Regions from separate parts of the Mus musculus genome. Here region 2 is linked to region 1. A link is a contact called in public promoter capture Hi-C data. All regions are on one chromosome and are shown on one strand. The core of a region is the stretch at or near the end of the contact, and the rest is flanking DNA. Distances in the headings are between cores, read along the strand shown.

The links. Promoter capture Hi-C pulls out the DNA fragments that hold promoters and counts their contacts.
Region 2: a contact with region 1 is called in a promoter capture Hi-C map of pre-B cells. The contact joins the promoter of Cox18 here to the promoter of Scfd2 in region 1. A contact is called at or near these places in 1 of 39 promoter capture datasets (pre-B cells) and 3 of 484 Hi-C or Micro-C datasets (CD4 T cells and CD8 T cells).

What each region holds. Positions count from the first base shown.
Region 1 is chr5:74,527,112-74,534,985 of GRCm38.p6, forward strand. It overlaps Scfd2 (Sec1 family domain containing 2), which reads right to left and starts at 4,631. Exons shown (of 9, transcript NM_001114660.2): 1 at 3,671-4,631. The coding sequence starts at 4,508.
Region 2 is chr5:90,219,448-90,227,321 of GRCm38.p6, forward strand. It overlaps Cox18 (cytochrome c oxidase assembly protein 18), which reads right to left and starts at 4,549. Exons shown (of 6, transcript NM_001033310.3): 1 at 4,169-4,549; 2 at 2,784-2,884; 3 at 1-76. The coding sequence starts at 4,492. Ankrd17 (ankyrin repeat domain 17) reads right to left here. Exons shown (of 34, transcript NM_030886.2): 34 at 7,719-7,874.

The sequences.
Region 1 (7,874 bases), core at 3,381-5,880:
CATTCCATTCTCATGAAAGGAGGACAAGAAGCAACCAATTATTGGTTCTGGGTAGTGGCCAACGTGGAGTGTTTGAGGTACTGTGTGAGAGGAGATAAGCCACGTGTAACTATGAATACTGCTGGTTACTCTTTGTCACATCGTTATGTGAAAAGAGGAAACCTCAATTAAGTAATAGCCTCCATTGGATTGTCTTATAACATTCTTTTTTTCCCCAGAGGGCAGGACCTTAAACAGCTGGCAGTGTGCTTTTGACTTCTATCTGGACATCCTTCCCATTAACCCTTTCACCTTTAGGGAGATGGATATGGCTATCTCAGAAGCGTAGCTGGGCTCTTAGTATGGAGACGATCACTAGCAGCCATCTGACCTCTGTAGGCTTGAATACTGAGCCACACAAGCCCCTGAGTTCTTTCTATCTTTCCGAGGGAGCCTGATTACTGGTCTTATGGCATTCTTATGGGGCATTTTCTTGATTAATGATTGGTAAGGAGGACCTAGCCCATTGTAGGCAGTTCCACCCCTGGGCATGTTGTCCTGGGTTGTACAAGAAAGCAAGTCCATCAAGAGTATCACCCCACGAGCTCTGTTCCAGGCTCCTGCTTGAGTTCCTGCACTGACTTCACTCAGTGATGGACTATTACCCAGAAGTTGAAACCAAATAAAGCCTTCTCCAACCAAGTTGCCTTTGCTCAGGATGTTTAGTATAGCAACTAAAAGCAAACTAGAACACATGAATACCATGATAGGAGGACAGGGCGGGGTGGGGGGGGAGCCAGCATGCTAAATTTATGGCTGATAAAATCACATAGAGTAACATCACTATGAATGCTAGCTCTCTACCTTTTGTACTTTCTATTTTTAATTAGGGGGTGTGCCTCTGTGAGTGCGAGCATATCTCTTTCTCTCTCTCTTTCTCTCTCTCTTTCTCTCTCTCTCTCTCTCTCTCTCTCTCTCTTTCTCTCTCACTCTGTGTGTGTGTGTGAGTTTGCTGAAATATTCACTCTTGCATGTACTTGTGGAAGGCAGATAGGCAATGCATGTCTTTCTTTGTGACTCTCCATCTCTTTTTGGCTTTCTGTGGTGTTTTTGTTTTTGTTTTGTTTTGTTTTTGACAGTTTTGCTGATCCTGGAGCTCACTGATTGGCTGGATCTGCCTCTTCATGCCACCACGACCACTGGCTAGAACTGGATTGAAGATGCTCTCACACCCAGGCCAGCACAGGCAGAATCCAGACTCAGGCCCCCTCATGTTTGTGTAGTGAGCACTTATCCGCTGAACCACCTCCCTACCCCTAAGTTTCCTTTTACTTTTTGTTCTGCTCTATTGTACTAAAGGGTATTCTGACGTTCAGGAGGCACAAAGGAGCACTGTGACTCAACTGTGGCTTTGGTAACACAGAAGGCACTGGGGAAGTCAGGATCTCAGAAGTTTTGAAATATAAAAGCCTAAAAGACTAGAAGTCAAGAGAAAACTGACATAGGTGTCTGTGGAAACAGCAAATATGAACAGCTCTCTAAAGCCAGCTACAAAATGAAGCCAAATAAATGAAAGGGACTTGAAGTCGGGTGATCATGAGGAGTCAAGAAAGGTCCTGCTCCATTCTGCCTGCAGGCCAATGATGAGACTCTGAGAAAAGACCATCCAGAGACTGCCCCACCTGGGGATCCACCCCATAAACAACCACCAAACACGGTCACTAGGCAGATGCCGACAAGAGCCTGCTGACAGGAGCCTGATATAGCTTTCTCCTGATGGCCTTTACCAGTGCCTGACAAATACAGAAGTAGATGCTCACAATCATCCATTGGACAGAGCACAAGGTCCACAATGAAGGAGCCAGAGAAATACCCAGGGAGCTGAAGGGGACTGAAGCCCCATAGAAGGAACACCAATATGAACTAACCAGTACCCTCAGAGCTCCTTGGAACTAAACCACCAATCAAAGAAAACACATGGTGGAACTTGTGGCTCTATCTATATATGTAGCAGAGGATGGCCTAGTCGGTTATCAAAGGGAGGAGAGGTCGTTGGTCCTGTGAAGGTTCTATGCCCCAGTACAGGGGAATGCCAGGGCCAGAAATGGGAGTGGGTGGGTTGGGGAGAACGGGGAGAGGGGAGGAAATAGGGGATTTTCAGAGGGAAAACTAGGACAGGGGATAACATTTGAAATGTAAATAAAGAAAATATCTAATTAAAAAAAGAGAGAATCTGAGAAAAGGAGGAAAATGGTCTATAGAGGACTGTTTAGCAGAAGTGAACTCATGAGAAGGTAGAGAGTGCTGAGCTAGTCTGCATAGGTAAAAACGTGAGGAGGGATGGAATGCTCCTTTGTAATGTGAAGGAAGGAGAAAACTGTACACAATGTGCAAGGGATTTGGTGATAAGGAGGTATGAAAACCTTCTGCAGGCTTATATTTTCTGTTTTATAGACTTCTGCCCTCTGTGAGTGACATGGCCACTGCTGCCCTCTTGAAATTAATTATAATTACCCTCAGGACACCCTCAAAAGATTGCGCCCAGTAGCATTTCCTCAGAACTGCCATTTAGTTTACTCTCTATTTTATGATCTTAAAACTCATCTAATTAAAATTTCAAATATACTTCTTACTGGTTTTTATAACATCATTCAACATTTTTTTTTTCTAACCTGGAAAGGGAATACTGGCTTAGACCAGTGTTCTGATTGTTCTCAGTGACCTTGAACAGCTAGCACATACTATTATTGAACTATATCTACTTAACTATAAAACAAAGGTGACCTCTAAAAATAAGTGCTCACATCATGAATCAGAATTTTCTTCACCTATTTTAAGGTTAGATTTCTTCCTCGCAGGTATAAATAATTATTACATTGCTGCAATTTGAGGTTGCTATACAAACTTCAATGCACATTTGAAAATATTTTCTACAATTCTTTTTTCCAACTTCTCATATGTACATTCAGTTTCACTTTTTAAAAAAGACATTTACCTATTTATTTGTATATGTGTGGGGGACAGTGCATGTGCAAGTCACACTGTGTGTGTGGAGATCAGAGAACAATTGGAGGAAGTCAGTGCTCTCCTTTCACCATGTAGGTACTAGGGAGCAAACGAAGGTCATTCCATGTGGAGCATGGTATGCAGCACCCCCTCTATGACCGCTACCGCCTTATGCTCCTGCCTCCTGGTTCCTGCCATGTTTGAGTTCCTGTCCTGATTTCCTTCAATGATCGACTATGGTGTGGAAGTGTAAGGAAATAAACCCTATCCTCCACAAGTCGGTTTTGGCCATGGTGTTTCATTACAGCAATAGACACCCTAATTAAGACAACTGGTATCTGGAAATGTCTAAGAGTCTCAGGTGATGGCAATTCCCTCCATGTCAAGGTCATCTCATTTTTTCCAGTCTCTTGGACTAGGCCCGGTTGTTTTATCAAAAGCAACGCACACTAAAGCCATATTTGCCCGCTTACAGCATTTAACAAATAAAATTGTGCTTTATCTATGTCCACTCTCCACTAGACAAAACTTAACTCCAGATGCTGTCAAATTAGGGGCTGGTTCTTTTAGTTCATCTTTATATTGCCAACCTCAATATGAGGCCAATAAACACATATGCTGAATCAATGAACAGATCCTCTAGCTAGGAGAGTGAAGATGAACAACTCCCAGAAATGCCACCTACCTGTGAGATCCAGAGTTCTATCCACAAAGACCACAGAAGCCCTGCCTGTAGCAGTCTTTTTCCTGTTCTTGGCGGGGGCATAATTTGCCAGATCTGTAGCGATGACCCGACTGAGGGGACCCACGGCGAAACACTCCTCTCGTACCCCTAGATGTTCACACAGAGAACTGAGGCCTGACACGAGGCATCTGATGTACAGCAGCAGCTCTGGGGTTAGGGCAGTGGCATCCACCTCACCCAAGCTGCTCAGCCTCCTCTTGTCGGGTCTGGCACTGTTAAGAGCGTGGACATCCTGAGGTAGCAGTGGGAAGAGGGTAGCAAAGGCTGGAGTAAAAGCGAGATGGGAGGCAACAGGGGCGAGAAACAACGGGACGTGGAGCACCTCGGCCGTATAGTTCTCGTTGCCCATCCACTCACAGAGCTTCTCCTCCAGCTGTTCGAACACCGGCTGCTGCCCCTCGAGCTCGGCCGCTGCAGCGGCCGGTACGTGGTTAGCAGTGAGGTGGACTGCGTGGCTCACGGCTGTGACCACCACACAGTGCTGAAAGTGACTGCGGCAAATGATACTCTGTAGAGTGTCTACGATCCGGCCTTTCAGCGGGCTGCTCAAAACGAAAACCGCCCGGGGCTGCTTGGCTCCCCCGCCAATGGCCTGGGGTTCAAATTCCCGCAGGTGACACGCAGGACCCTTCACCGCCTCCAGAAGCCGGCTGGATCCGCAGCTCCAGTGCAGGCTCTCGGCGCAGGCAGCGTCCAGGTAGACCACGGACCACTTCACTTTGGCCAGCACCTGCTCCCAGCCTTGCTGGGCAAAGGCCAGTATGCCCGCGGCGCTCATGATCCCGTATCGCCAGCTGGCCAGGGGTCTCACCGGCGTACGGGCGGGAACTCAGGTCAGAACGCAGGGCTTCCGGGTACTGAGTACTTTGACAGTCAACACAGTACACGTGGGCCTGTCTCTGACGCTCGGCGTTCGCGCGCGCGGTGATGACGTCTTAGGCGCTCATTGGCTGATCAGGCGCGCGGGCTGGCGGAAGGAACGTCTGCACTTGAAGGAGGAACGGAATGTGCTTACAGGGTCGATAGTCCCTGAAAAGCTGGAGGCAGCAGCTTTCTAGGAAAGAATTGAAATGGGTTTTGTTCGTCCCTCCCTTGTCAGCTCTCATCACCTTTTCCTCCAGGTTAAGAATTCTCGGGAATAATAAAACCTGGTCTGAAGCAAAGTACTTCCCCCATCTGAACTTGGAGAAGCCAAACAACTACTGCAACGTAATAGTTGGTCTTGTGTAGGTTATCTTCTGCGTTGGTGCACTCCAGCCTCGTGAAATACCTTTTGGGACCAGCAAGATGGCTCATAAGGCTAAAAGCGCTTGCAACACAAGTCGTATGACCTGAGTTTGATCCTTCGGACTCAATGTAGAAAAACAGGACCCGGAAAAATTGTCCTCCATGTGCCAATTGTGGAAAACGCACAATCACCCATCCCCAACACACACACACACCACATACACAGAGAGAGACAGAGACAGACACACAGAGAGAGACAGAGAGATCCTGTCTCCACACAGTCAAAAGGCTTTGGGGTCCATTTCACAGCTACTAAGATGAGAATTGGGTTGAGGAATAGATATACTGATCTACACATCTCAGTTTAGAACCTGTTTTATTATTATTATTATTATTATTATTTAATTGTGGAAACATGCATGAGATAAAAAAATTTAGTAATTTACTGTTCTAATTGTGTGTGTGTGAGTGAGTGTGTGTGTGTGTGTGTGTGTGAGTATGTGTGGACAGGATCTCATTGTGCAGCCCTAGCTGTCCTGGAACACATGATGTGGATCAGGTTCGTTGCAAACTCACAGAGATCTGCTTGCCTCTGCCTTCCTAGTGCTTGGATTAAACGTGTGTGCCACCATGTCCACCATTAGTCATTTTAAAATGTACAGTTCGGAAACATTAAAAAACATTCATGCTGCTGTACAACCAATCTTTGGAACTTTTTATTTTGCAAAATCAAAATAGTTTCAAAACTATATACCCTTTAAATAACAATTGCCACCCTCAACCTCAGCTCCCTGCACCCCCCCCCCAGCATTTGTCAGCCTCTACTTTAATCCTGTTCTCTTTGCATTGGCACTGTGGGTCTTATAATTGGGTCCCTGTACTATCTGCTTTATTGTGATTAACTTACTTCACCTAACATCATTCATCTAGTTGTGACACATGGCAATTGCTTTCATTTTAAAGTTTTATTCGTGTGTTTCTGTGTGTGAGAGAGTGTGTGTGTATACAGTTGGGTTTTGACCTCCCTAAAGCATATGCCACCATACCTGGTCTCTTGGCATGATTTGAGCAGTAATCTATTCATTGTCTAATTCTTATAGCTAAGCACTCCTTTTCATTACTTCTCAAAAGTATACTTCACAGCCGGGTGGTGGTAGGTGGTGGCGTACTCCTTTAATCCCAGCACTCGGGAGGCAGAGGCAGCAGATTTCTGAGTTCGAGGCCAACCTGGTCTACACAGTGAGTTCCAGGACAGCCAGGGCTACACAGAGAAACCCTGTTTCAAAAAAAAAAAGTATACTTCATATTAAATGATATCATTATTATTGACATTGTTCTGAGATGGAGTCTTACTCTGCTAGCCTGAGTCAAGCTCTAGCCCTGGCCTCCAGAGGACCTGGAAGGACAGGATGCACTGCCAGGCCTGGGTTAGCAGCAACATCACCATCATCATTGCTTAGAACAGCAATAAATAATGAGATGGCAAATAAGTATACTCAGGATAAATGTGATATTGTAGTGAGATGAGTTCATAATATAAGAAGCAAGAGACAGTCTATAAAATAGTCAAATTATTTAATGTCAAAGTTTCCCATGGCAAATGGAGAGATTAATCCTAACCAAGGAAGCATATCCATACAAGGATTCAGTTTAGGAGGAAAGAAGGAAGGAAGAGGCTTTGAAGGATGGTCATTAGAGCTTTATGAGCTTCTCTGCTTTGTAGAAATCATTTTCAAAGCTTAGCTCAAGTGCTACCTCCACCACGCAGGCCTCCTACCGCATTCACCACCATTCATTAATCAACTCGTTGTTGATGTCTAAACTCTTTGTCTAGACAATGATTTGAAAGACAAACTCTTTTCCAGACTGGAAAGAAAAGCAATTCACTCTGCAAAAGACAATCAACTCTCTCATGAAACCACCCAATTTTACTTTAGATGCACTTAACAGTGAGAATGGAGCTAACCACGGTGTGGTGGTGGTAACTGCCCACGGTACTCTCAAGCAGATAGTATCAAAGGCCAAAAGGATATGGTGCACCATACAACAGATGGAAGTGAAAGTTAAACAAGACGAAGGCAGATTTGGCCTAGTGAAGATTCTGGGGAAAGTGGCTATGTAGTCAATAAGACTTGTGGTCTAAAAGAGAGTTTAGCTCTGCTCTACTCCCCTCACCCCAACCCTGCTCACCCCATCTGCATACTCAGTTTATCTACATTTGCCTTTCACTCTACTCCAAATGCAGTTGGGTGCCTGGAACTTCTCTGTCTCTGGGCCTTTTGCATGTTCCTAATCTCCTTGTCAAGTAGCCCCCATGCAGAAACCCACAGAGCTTACAGCCCTTCTCCATTAAGGGATCTACTTATTTTAATTAATTAATTAATTACCACGTGATATTAGATTATACCTCCCTTTTAATCACTTGGCCGTGGGTCTTTTTACAGCTACTATTATTTTTAAATCCTTATCAACATGATGTGTCTATCATCTTCCATTAGAATAAAGGCTTCATGAAAGAAAGGATTTTTTTTTTAACCGCCAATCTATATAGTCTTGAAGAGTTCCTAGTACTTGGGTAGACTTTCATACATATTTGTTGAATTCAGGGAAGATTTTTACGAGGAAATTGTACACAGAAGTTGAAACAATTTAAGAATTTCCTACAGGGGAACAGGGCATAGCAAACAAGAGTTCAAAACTAAGAAGAATTAAAACCCTCGTGATCTACTCAGGTAACGAGGAATCAAGTGATACAGATAAAGTCTAACGCTCGACCCTCCTCATCAATCACTAATTAAGAAAATGCCCTGCAGGTTTGTCTACAGCCCGATCTTATGGAGGTATTTTCACAACCAAGGTTCCCTCCACTCAGATGACCAGTTTAAGTAACTTAAATAAAACTTTCCGGCCACAGAGT
Region 2 (7,874 bases), core at 3,299-5,798, about 16 Mb after region 1:
GGCTTTGAAAGGGTGGCAGTTGTCACGGACATACAGCTCTGAGATAAGTCTCCGCATGTTCTTCAGATAGGTGAGTCTACGGGGAAGGTGCAGAGGGAATGACACCTGACCACCGGCAGAAGGGTCACCCTACAGCAGTCTGTGGCGATGGCCGAAGGGTTGAAAGGGGTTTAAACCATGGTAACCAGTAGGGGACAGCCACTAAGCAGAAGGCATGTAGCCTTCTACTGATACTGTCAGACTACAGCTTTAGTATCTAATGATCTCTAGCCAATAAGGTTTTTAAAAATAATTTTATTTACCACAGTCTCTAACTGCTTGAGGCCAGGCTCCAGCTACATAGCCAGTTTAATAAGGCAAACCTGGGCTATCTATGAACTCCTGTCTCAAAATCAAGAAAAAAAAAAGTGTATTGGGGTTTCAAGACCAACAAAGTTTAACACATTTTTAACTACAGATATTACAGCTGAAAGCATATTTTACTTAACTCTGTAGTTCAGGCAAATACTATTACTTCACCTCCTAAAATAGCTCTTCTGTTCTGGGGGTTCCAACAGTGTATAGTCTGAGACTGCCAAAATGGCCTCCAGTGTTTTCAATCAACTTCTCACCAAGGGTTATGTTAACCTGTTCACCAAATCAACTTCCCACCAAGGGTTATGTTATTCTGTTCACCAAATCAACTTCCCACCAAGGGCTATGTTAATCTGTTCACCAAATCAACTTCCCACCAAGGGCTATGTTAATCTGTTCACCAAATCAGATTCTTTTGCTTTTGAAAGGCAGAGTCTCACTGTGAGCCCTGACTGGCCTGGCACTCAGTCAGTACCAAGCTGGCCCTGAATTCAGAGATCCACCTGCTTCAGCTGCCTAGATGCAGGGATTAAAATATGCAGCACTACACCCAGCTCAGTTATGTTAGTGGTTTTCTGAGATGTGGCCTCAGACAGCCCAGGATGACCTTGAACTTGGTAGCCAAGGCTACCTTACCCTTCCCATACCCACCTCCGAAGTGCCAGGATCTCGGGATTACGTGCAGCCACACTAAACTGTTGCTTTTGACTGTTAAGTCTTACTTTCTAGGCCAAGGTCTTGAGGGAGGATTATTGGAGGGTTTTTTGTTTGTTTTGTTTTGTTTTGTTTGAGGCAGGGAGGGTAGCACTAGCCCAGGGTAGCCTCCTGTGTGCCCACCGCTGACCTTGCCCAGTTTCTTCCTCATATTCAATCTCATATCATACACATTTAGTACAAGATAGGCCTTTAGTTGGTGTATTGAGTTTAATCAATTTGTAATATGCTGAACTAAGACAGCACACACTAGACCCTTCTACTTTTATCTGTACTTTCTTTCTCTACGTACACTTGCACATCCGGGTCCTTAAAATTTTTAGGTCATCCAACAAAATGGACCAGTGTAGTACAGGCAAGGAAGGCATCATAAATGTCACTTCATCAAGCCGTCTGCAACCCAAATGGACAGCTAACTATTCACCTGGTCCTGGTCCACTGCTCTAGCTCTCAGATTTCTCTTCATAAAAATATCAAAACACCATGCGTACTTAAGCTTATATGTAACAAATAAGGCTTTATGTTTCATGCATTAATACATACACTTTCTAGTTTCTTCTCTTTCTGAGACAAGGTCTCAGTCTGTGGCCTGAAAGGCCTGGGTTTTACCATTAGGTAAAACAGGCTGGGGGAACTTAAGAGATATACCCACGTCTTCCTCCACAGTACTGAGATTAATAATGTCTTGCCTCAACTGTTTAGCTACAATGTTTCCCTACATGTCAAGTTTTCTTTGCTGTTCTTGTTTAAGATTTGTTTTATTATTTTATGTGCATAAGTGGTTTGCTTACATGTATTTAATTGCACCACATGAATGCCTGATGCCCTCAGAGGTCAGAAGTGGGTACTGGATACTTCGGGGACTGAAGCCACAAACAGCCATAAGCCACCATGTGAGTATTGAGAATCAAACCTAGGTCCTCCGAAAGAGCAGTACGTGTTCTTTAGGCAAGATACAGAGACCAATGCTTTTAATCCCAGCACTCAGAAGGCAAAGGCAGGCGAATCTCTGAGATCAAGGCCAGCCTGATCTACAAAGTGAGTTCCTGGACAGCCAGAGCTATACAGAGAAACCCTGTCTTAGATTAAAACATCAACGAACAAATAAACAAATGAAAGCAAGTGCTCTTAATTGCTGATTCAGCTGCTCTTCAGTGCAATGTCAAGTTTGTATTAGCACCAAATAAAGATGACAAAGCTCACATTAAATAGAATTTGCCAAGCATGGTGGCACATTACTTGCCCAGCTCCACTGACTTACGTCAAATCTTAATACAGTATTTAATTCACTGACTTTATCTTTTCAGTGGCTCCCAAGAACACAGGCCAGGTGTGGTATCACAAATGTGTAATCTAAGCACTTGGGAGGTCGGGGTTGGAGGATTAGAAGTTCAAGGTCATTCCTGGGTACAGTTACCCACTGGGCATCCCTGGTGCACATGAAACCCTGTCATATTCTGACATACAGAGCCAGATACAATGGTCTGCACCTGTAATCTCAGAGCTGAGAGAGAGGCTGAGATAGGAGGACGATTCAGCTTCACAGGAGTTGGAATAACGCCTGTTTCTTCCTTTCTTTGATTCCATTCCAATACATAAAACCACCATGCAGCATAGTGATTAATATGAATACGCCAATCAAAAGAATACCTAACCGTGTATACACGCACACACCACACACACATTTTCGTGACCGCAGACCCAAAGCTGCATACCTAGCCACTCTCTTGGACCATCCAAACTGACGGGCACAGACTGCAACTTCTTGGTTAAGGCGCTTGGCGATGTCTTTTATTTCTGGTTGCAAGTTTTCCACCTAACTAAAGAAAAAAGTTGTTTGATGAGTTCATAAAGGATCTTTACTGATAACTACTGCATGGTTAGCTTCAGCTGTCAACTTGGCACATCCAGAAGAAAGGGCCTTCAACTAAGACATTTCACCCATCAGATTAGCCTATGGGGCATTTTTTAATCACTAATTGACATGGAAGAACACAGGACACTGTGTGCCACCAGCCCCAGGCATGTGAACGTGAGCTGTATAAAAAGCCAGTAAGCAGTGTTCCTCCAAGGACTCTGCTGCTGTCCCTGCTCTGTAATGCCTCCACAATAGACTATATAACCTACAAACCACATAATCCCTTTCCTCCCCCACTCAGCATTTGGTCAGGACAACCAAACTCACAGTTCTAGTCTCTGTTCCCTAGACCATATACAAATGTTGTTTACTGATCACACTTGTAATCGAAAACATTTAAGAAAACTCTATTAGATATTAGTTTGCTTAAAGTATCTTTGACCCCAGATTTAAATTCCTTGCCTGTACATCTATCTGCGTGATCTTGGCAACCATACTGAGTTAAACCAACTGCAACTTCTTGGTTATGGGTACCTGATGTTTTCTGTTTCTGGCTGTGCATAACCTGAAATCCTGATTCCCAGTATGTAGCATATCTAACAGCACCTCCTCCATAGGATTTCGAGTAAATGAAAACTGCATCCTGGTTCTTACTGTTCCATCCCTACATTTCCCAGGAGAGAGAAAACAGCATTCCAGTGTTAACACCTCACTGTGAATGCTTCCTGGCTCAATGCTGCTGCTCCCTTCCTGGCAATCCTCTGTGACTCAAATTAAAATCTTGACTTACCCCACCCCCACCCCCAGGCACAGCCATGGGGGAGGTAACGTTATACCAATTCCACTGAACAGAGTTCCTAAAAAGCCAACTCGAAGTTTCAATCCATCAGATACAGGGTAGTAGGTGGTAGGCCCAGAGGAAGAATTCATGTCTGGAAACTGCTAACTTAGTGATACCTTTCTAGTAATAAAGAGCAGTATCAATAGTGACAAATGATGCTGCAGACTCTTAAAATGTTTATGACCCTAATGTTTCAGGTTCCTCCGTGCCATTTCTTCTGAATATTGGTCTCAACCGAACATTTGGGAGGCACTTGTATTTCGAATAAATACTTGGTAGGTCGGGTGAACTGGAAGGTACTCGAGTCACCAACCATCATTTAACATGCAATGCTAACTAAATTATTTTAGCCTCCATGTTAACACTAGCAGGCAGGCAGCACGGGGACCGACGCCCCTCACCTTAGCCAGGATGTAGTGCTGATAGGCGGCCAGGGGCAGAGTGACAGCACCGCGCAGGGCAACGGTGCTGAGTATGATGTTGCTCCACCAGGGGAGGCCGGTAGCCTCCTGCGCGCCCAGCAGCACTTCCTCCGCGGTGCGCACCGGCGCCGACGCTGCCAGGGCCTCATACCAGCCACCTGGAGAGGCCGCAGACACCGAAGCGGCTGCCCATACCGGAAGGGCTGGGAGCCGCGCGCTGCTCCAGGCGGGCGGTGATCCCGGTGCCGGGAGCCGCAGGGTGGGCAGCGACCTGAGCCACCCGGCACACGACCGGCACAGCATGGTTACACGGAGCGGGCGGCCAACTAGAGCACTAGCACCAGGAGGTTGCGCGCATGCGCGAACCCGAGGCCACGCCTGACCTTCCCAGCCGAAAGCCCTGTCCAGTGTCGCGCTAGAGATGACGTAAGACTCCGCCTTTCCCACGCGGCAATGAGCCGCTTGAGGCTCTCTTAACTCCTTTCCTTGCTGGGGTGGAGTTCAGAGCGGGAACCGGAACTGCAGGGGTAGGCGGGGCGAGCAAACTGCCTTGCTGTTGAGTTTCAGTTTCCACTCAAGGAAATTGTGGCTTGAGTACTTTTTGTGACTCGGCTGTTTCCGCCCAAGGCGCGCAGCATCTATCTCCGTTTTCTCTACGCACTGCTGAAACACCTACTTTGGGAATAGTGTTTCTGGCTCGGTCAGTGTTAAGTCTGCGTCCTTTATCCCCCTAGGCAGCTCTACTTTATAATAAGACCTAAATGTCTTTATCTGTTCCGGTTAGCATTCTGTATTCCTTTATAAACAGAATGCAGAAATGCCGAGTGGTGGCGCACGCCTTTAATCCCAGCACTTGGGAGGCAGAGGCAGGCGAATTTCTGAGTTCGAGGCCAGCCTGGTCTACTGAGTGAGTTCCAGGACAGCCAGGGCTATAAAGAGAAACCCTGTCTCGAAAAACCAAAAAAAAAAAAAGAAAAGAAAAAAACGAAATAAATAAATAAGAAGAAGAATCACCATCATAATAAGGAGCAGGGAAAAATACTATTTTTCATTTTACAAAATGAATTCCATCAACAGCACAATTTTGCTTCAACGGTTAAATGGAATGCACAGGGCTTTTAACAACTGTGTGTTTTTCACATTCGTGTTCCTGTCAACAGAAAATAAATGGAACAACGAAGTGCCCACTCCTAGGGTAGGCCAAAGTGAATTGAGTTTTTAGAAACCTCTCCCATGTTTGGTAAAGCCAAACTGTGGACACTGTCCTCTACTTTATTGAACACCTACCAAAGCTGTCAGATAGCGTATTTTCTGAAACTTGGGTAACCTGCCTTTAGTTCCCATAGCATAATCCCTTTTAAAAACAGCTCACTTATCTCTTGCTAGTTTAAGAAACCACCGTATTTCCATAAAACTGTTAATATCCAGTAGGCCCTTCCAAGATGGCCTTAAGCCAGAGAAGTTACTTAAAAACAACTCCCCCAAGTCCCAACTTACCATACATGAGAACCTAGAATTAATTCTCAACACTGGGAAAGTAGGTAAATTTATTATGTGTAATAAATAAGCCTGTTATTTGTAGATCTATTGTTCACAAACCCTAAACCAAAAATTTCAAGCAGTTATTAAAATCTTTAACAATTTTTTTCTACAGCTACAGGTAACTGACAACCTCTTCTGATAAAACTGCACACCTGCATTCATGTCAAAGTAATGGAAATAAATTTAAAAACTAAACCCATATATTGTTATGTGAACTAAACTTCTTAATACTTATTTTGTGATGTTGCATATATGAGCATATTTAACTTTTTGTCTTCTTAATAATGTGCATATGACGTGTCTGTAAATCTAACACTAACCCTGAGGAGGAAACTCATGTGGTATCAGAGACCACTTGAGAATTCTAAGGATTGGATTGAGGTTATCAGGCATAGCTTTATGCCTCCCCCATAGGCCCTTGAGATATACAATATGTTCTCTCTGTAGCACAGGCTATTCAAGGACTCACTGTAATTCAGGCTGAAGTGTACTTTTGAGAAAACCTCATGCACTAGTGCCTGAGGGAGGCAAAGGGAGGTTAAGAATTCAAGTCTGGGTCTCTCCCAAGATCCTTCTCTGAACACCTAAAAATTAAGGGGCCACCGCTTGCAATAGCTCCCTGAAATATATATAAAATATATAAATGTTTCTGTATATAAATGTGTATAAATACACACACACTTCTCAGTACTTGCCATCAATTTTTTCAATTTTACTTGTGTCATACAACTCATTTTTCTTCTTAACTTTTGACTTCTTTGAAGAGAACCATCTAAGGGGGCTGGAGAGATGGCCTGTTACTCCTTCAGAGAACTCAAGTTCACCTTCTAGCTCTGACCTCAAGCCATTCACAAACAACTATCTGCCACCCCAGCAACACCCTCTTCTCTCTTCTGGTCTCAGACACCTGCACAGTAAATCTATCAATCACACACACACACACAGTTTTTAAGAGGCAGCAAGGTATGCTTGAGGCCATCCTGGGTTACCTGCTGAGTTCCAGTCTAATCCAAGGGGGTATGTGTGTGTGTGTGTGGGTGGGTGGGTGGAGGGAGAGGAGTACAGTGGCACAGATCTGTATCCACACTCAAAAAGCAAGGGTTGGAGGATTGCCACAAGCTGAGGTCAGTGCCTAGACTACATAGCAAACTCAAGGAATGCATAACAATCTTCGGCCTCCCCCTCCACACCATTTTTCTACCTTACGATGGGATGAAAGCAAGCAGCACCTGCTCAGCAGAAACCCAGCGCTTAGTAGGCAGAGGCAGGAAGATCCAGTGTTCCATGCCAACTTCAGCTACAAAGTGCTGGGACCACAAGCACCAGGCATGTGCCACCACCTGCAATTGAATTTTTCAGGGCTAGGATTAAGCAGCATGACATATACTAGACAAGTATCTTACTAACCTTCAAACCCTAAACCTCAACATGTTTATTATAGAATATTAGCACACTGCTCAAAATTTTAATATAAGTTATATTGTCATTTTACAGGGCTCATAGTCCAAATAAAATTTCTAAACTTCTTTAGGAAAATTTAAGAAAATACATATGAGGCAAATTCTTATGAGAAATTATAAAAAATAACCCCTTCAAGTCAGACTCAGGTATATTTTTGCTTTGGGGGGGAAGTTGAGACAGGGTCTCACTATGTAGCCCTGTTGGGCCTGGAACTTTATAGACCTGGCTGGTCTTGAATTGAAGAGACCCTTCTGCCAGGCTCCACATCTGCCACACTTTCCCCGCTTTTCTTCTTTTTTGAGGCAGGGTTTCTCTTTGTAGCCCTGGCTGTCCTAGGAAGGACTAAGTAGACCAGGTGGGTTGAACTCGGAGATTCAGCAGGCTCTGCCTCCTGACTGCTGGGATTTCAAGGTGTGCAGCACCACAGCTATCTGTTAAGTCGCTTCTTAAAAAGAAGCAAACTATGTAGTGTGCAGAGATAATCACATACTTCAAAAAGGGGGGAAAAAAAAAGACCTGCACGGTCTCAAGAACTTTTTTTTTATTGTTTAAATAAATAAAATGTTCTATATTACATCTGAAGTATAAAAATGTATTTGAAAAATGTTCCTGGTACAAACTTCTAGAACCATGGCGCCATCCTGCTCTCTCAGTGTAGAGAGACAGGGCTCAAATCTATTTC